Regions from separate parts of the Mus musculus genome. Here region 2 is linked to region 1. A link is a contact called in public HiChIP or PLAC-seq data. All regions are on one chromosome and are shown on one strand. The core of a region is the stretch at or near the end of the contact, and the rest is flanking DNA. Distances in the headings are between cores, read along the strand shown.

What was found. HiChIP or PLAC-seq counts read pairs in DNA pulled down with a chosen protein or histone mark.
Region 2: a contact with region 1 is called in an H3K27ac HiChIP or PLAC-seq map of microglia, with 6 times the contacts expected there. The contact joins two enhancer-like sites.

What each region holds. Positions count from the first base shown.
Region 1 is chr16:16,072,269-16,074,778 of GRCm38.p6, forward strand. The region is part of intron 5 of Spidr (scaffolding protein involved in DNA repair); the gene reads right to left. Among named protein-coding and RNA genes, the nearest start is that of Spidr, 73 kb to the right of the region's middle. Within about 2 kb of position 1,258, at least 76 of the 459 cell types and tissues checked have an H3K27ac peak or open chromatin away from gene starts, as enhancers often do. A contact at or near this core is called in microglia, where this site is marked.
Region 2 is chr16:16,906,792-16,909,301 of GRCm38.p6, forward strand. All of the region lies in intron 2 of Ppm1f (protein phosphatase 1F (PP2C domain containing)), which reads left to right. Among named protein-coding and RNA genes, the nearest start is that of Ppm1f, 12 kb to the left of the region's middle. Within about 2 kb of position 1,255, at least 29 of the 459 cell types and tissues checked have an H3K27ac peak or open chromatin away from gene starts, as enhancers often do. A contact at or near this core is called in microglia, where this site is marked.

The DNA of each region.
Region 1 (2,510 bases), core at 8-2,507:
GACAACTTTGAAACCCTGAAACTGCAAATCCTCTGAATGCCTGTCACCTCCACACTGTGAGAAAAGGAGGCTATTTACTAATATGTGTGTCCAATTCTCCTCACTGTCAGGTAAAACTTCATTTGCATCATAAAATAATTTAATGCACTCTGAGTGGAAGTTACACACACAAAATCTCCACTTTTCAAATAAATATTAGCAATTTAATATAAATTTAATCTATAAATTTTCATATAAATGTGATTATTTTTTTTAAATACATATTTTTTTCAGGTAAGGGAAGGTGCAGTTTATCGTTTTATAAAGAAAGAAAACAAGGCATGTGGCAGGTGGGCAAACATGGTGACTTTCTTACACAAACATGGTTCTTCTACCTGAAGTGTTACCCTGACAACTCCTCGTCAATACAAGCATGAGGAAAGGGGTGTGGCTGTGCAGGCCACATCACTAAACCCCAGCTCTGGGCCTGGGATTAGTTCAAGTGCCTTTCATTTAGCATTCCTTTCTCCAACTGGAACATTCTGGGTAGACTTTGCAGCTGAGAACCTAGGCAGTACACTGAGATTCAGCGGTAGGGAGGGCTTCCTATACTTGCTGTAGGCGCATCTATTATAAGGGCTTTCTTAACCCACTGATGGTCACCAGCACATATTACTACCATTTCATTAATACATTTATTTGTATTACAACTATTTTTCAAACTGTGAGGTCCTGGACAGTCTGACTTGTATTTTATGTATCTGCTTAACTATATTTCTACCCTGGAGAAAGAAATCTACTGGGAAAATACATAATGAATAATCTTCAACATATCACTTACTGAAAACTCCTCATCTAATTTATTTAAACAGTGGCAAGGACAAATCTTTTTTTGACAACATACCTTTTCCTCAGGTTTTAGGAGACCTGGGGGAACTTCTGAAGGACAGTGAGGAGCTACACTTGCAATCATTTCTGAGGCTGACAGAGAAATTGAAGCAGTTCCTTCTGCCCCAGGAGACGAGCCATGAGGCTTCTTCCTTCCTACATGTCACATACAGAAACCGACCCTCCAGTGACCATAATCAAATGATACAATGAAGCCATCGCTTAATCTCTAAATTATCCTCTTGTGCCCTTTTTACAACTGCTAGTCGGAATACCAACTGCCTATCATGACACAGCAACTGAGAAACATGAAGCTAAAAGCTATGTTGGGGACAATTCACTTGTGACTTCCTGATAGACTTTCTCAATCCAAATCATGATGAAATAGCCAGTTAGTGTTGCAATGCACTTACAGCCTTAGGTAAAAAACACACAGCACTCAACCCAGAAGTGGCTGGAGAGAACGCACAACAGGAAGTTGTTCGTCACAAAAACAAAATTGCAGTTTCTGAGATGAAGAAGTGAAGAGGGAGAATCAGTTTCAAGCACTTAAGAAAATACTGAAGAAACTAATGTCTCAAATATAGCTAAAACATTCAATAAGTTCAGATTATCGTTAATTATAAATATAAAACCTCAACCGTGCACTTTGATTATGTAAGGACAAACCACAAGTCGAATCATGTCTACATAAACCTCATTCTATTAAGAAGCAGCTACCTATCTGCAGCTCTATTTCTTATACAAATATTTTTTGGGGAAAAAAAAAATCTGATAATGATACCAACTGAAAGAGACAGAGGGGAAGGATACTCTCGATGACTTGCTCCTACCACTAAGAATCTTAATCATGTTTAACTTAAAACGTCCTGAAACAAACATCCTGTTCAGCTGTAAACCCAGCACCAAACTCTCTTGCCTAAGTTTCCAATCTCTATATGATATGTGGCTAGTTCACTGAAACTGTATTTCCATGTGCCTAGGAACTGTACACTAGTCAAAACAAAACAAAACAACAACAAACAAAAACAAAACAAAAACCCTACCTGTCATTTCTTTGGGATACAGCTATCATCCTTTCATTATAAGGTTTCAAAATCTAATAGCTATTTCTAGCCCCTTCGTCTGTAGATACTCCATAACCTGTATCATTTGAAAAGACTTGCTGAATACCATGTATCTCCTAGATGTGATACCAGTCTTCGTGTGTTACGTGCTATGAAAGTACAGGGGATGAGTGGGGAAAAGACAACAGAGGTGATCATTAAGGTACTTCCCTTTGTATATACCCATGTTCCTACTAAGACTGTGAGATGCACAGCCACCCATACTACCTATACTCTCCTTTCTTTAATTAATTACTTATTTTATTAATTTATATCCTAAATATTGCCCCCTCTCCATCTGCCCTATCCTTCACCTCTGAGAATGTGCCCTCCCCAGGTATCCCCCCACCCTGGGGGACCAAGTCTTTATAGGATTAGGCACAGCCTCTCCCACTGAGGCAGGACTTGCCAAAAGCCTTTGACCAGCCCATGTATGCTCTTTGGTTGGTGGCCCAATCTCTGGGAGCTCCCACAGTTTGAGATTCGTTGACAACACTGTTGGTTCTCCTGTGAGGTTTCCATCCCCTTCAATTCCTT
Region 2 (2,510 bases), core at 5-2,504, 830 kb after region 1:
GGAGGAGATTGGGAAGGGGAAACCATGGTCAGGATATTGCATAAAAATGTACTTTCAACTAAAAAAGCAAAGAAAATGGATGGGATGGCCCAGAACCCCAGGGACCTGCTTATGTTCATCCACTAAACAAACCATAAGTGTACCATAAAAATGTACAAGCCCATGCATGGTATATGCCTTTAATCCCAGCATTCAGGAAGCAGAGGCAGGCAGATCTCTGAGTTCTAAGCCAGTCTGCTGTACAGTGTAGATTCTAGAACAGCCAGGGATACAAAGAGAAACCCTGCCTCAAAAGACAAAAAAAACAAAACAAAAAGACAAAAAAAAAAAAAATCAGTACAAGACCCAGCGTGGTGGTACATACCTTTAATACCAGCATTCGAGAGGCAGAGAGGCAAGACTATCTCTGAGTTCGAGACCAGCTAGGTTTACAGAGTGATTTCCAGAACAGCCAGGGCTACACAGAGAAACCCTGTCTTGGGGGTGGGGGTGGGGGATTAATATAATATTATACTGAATGTATTTTTCAACTGTCCAAATGGATTTTGTTCTAGCATTTTCTCCTATATGTGAACATGGGTATATGTCACCATTACTTGTGGTATGAGCCTCATAGATAATCTGCATCATATGCAACAGTTCCCAGGCATTCACATTCAGCCATGTGCACATACATGTGTGCACACACATACATACACAGTCATTTTGTGCCTCACAGACTCTCATGCTTGGCTCTTGTCCCCACAGCCCATCTAGAGTTGTGGGTGTAAAGGCCTTCTATTACACTGATCCGCTGGCTCTTTTTTCAGACGTTTACTGGTGTTTCCTCTGAAACTATCTACAAGTCTGGCCCCTGGGATCTGCACACTCCTTTCCTTTCTTCTCCATTTATTGTGATTTCATTGGCACATCTCTAGGTCCCTGAGCAAAATATAAAACTTAACATTGTAATTATCTAGATATGGCTTCATCTCTTGTTATAGTGTAGGCACCAAGCAACCCTTGAGGGCACTTCCTGGGTCCAGCATCCTCTAGCCACGTCTAAGAGTTCCACTCCCACAACCAGGATCAGGGCTGACATTTTCAGTGTGATGACAGGACTGAGGGCCTCCGGACACATCCGTGGGTGGGGTCCCTACAATGAGGCAGAAGCCTGGTCCAGGAAGGAAATGCTGATGGCTGGAGGCCAGGCATTGTCTGTGTCTCTGTAGGGGGAAATCACCTCCCTGTTCCCAACAGCAGAAGCAGCCAGTGGGCAAAAAGCTTAAGCATGACCTCATCGGCACAAGTGAGCAGGTACCCTTTCCCTGCCCCTAAACGGAAAACTCAGTGCCTGGCAGGAAATGCCGCAAAGTGGGGAACTTGTTCTTGGCTTACAATGTCTTCTTCTTTATTTGGGACTGGGGGTATGGCAAGAGTGTGCTAGAGATGTAACCCAGGGCATCTCAACAAGCTAGGCCAGTGCTTTACCACCGAGCTGCACCCCATTTCAGCTGGTTGTTTTCAGAGCCTCTTCAAGAGGCCTCTCCATAAGTCACTCTTTTGAAAACTTCAGCCAATTGTACAGTTCCACAGACTGTCAGTAGCAGAGCCTACTACTCAACTACTCAAGAGGTTGATGCCAGAGGATTGAAGGCTCTGGCCTGCCTGGGATCCAGGGTAAATGGAAGGCCAGCCTGAGTGGCTCAAAAAATAAAAAGAAAGCTGCGACAAGTGACAGACTTGCCTGCAGGAGTCTTTGTGGTCAGTTCCCAGTTCTCTAAAACCAAAGGCCATCAATAGATGGCCAGTCCCCTTAGGATGAAACTCACCAACTCTTAGAAGGTCATTGTTCTCATTAAAGCTGAAGTGTTAGCCTAGCATGGTGGTGTGTGACTGCAACCCTTAGCACTCTGGCTGAATAGGCAGAGGTAGGAAAATTAAGAGTTCAGGGTCAGCTTTGGCTACATAGCAAGCTTGAGGCCAGCCTGGGTAACATGAGACACTGTTTGTTTGTTTGGGGGCTAGGGAGATGGATGGTTCAATGGATAAGAGTGTTTGTTGTGCAAGCATGAGAACCTGAATCCAGTAATCCCTGTAAAAGCTGGACAATGTCTGCATGTGCCTATAACCCTGATATTAGGGGATAGAGACAGGCAGATCCCAGGAGCTCAGTGGCCAGCCAGCTTGGCCCAAACGGCAAGCTTGTAGGTTAACTGAGTGACCCTGTCTCAAGGGAATCCAGTAGAGAGCCACAGAGCAATAGAGCAGGGCGTCTGATATCTTCCTCTGTTCTCAAATGTGTCCATGCGCACATGCACGCATACATACACACTTGCATATTTATACATGCACACGCACACATTTACACACATACACAGGAAGAGAAAGAGAGATACATAAAAGCCAGGCAGACTGATTCACAACTGTAATTCCATATGAATCAGGAATCAGTCAGGAGTTGATTCACAAGTTTGAGGCCAGCCTGAGCTACCACACACACACCGCCTTTTTCTTTTTTTTTTTTTTAA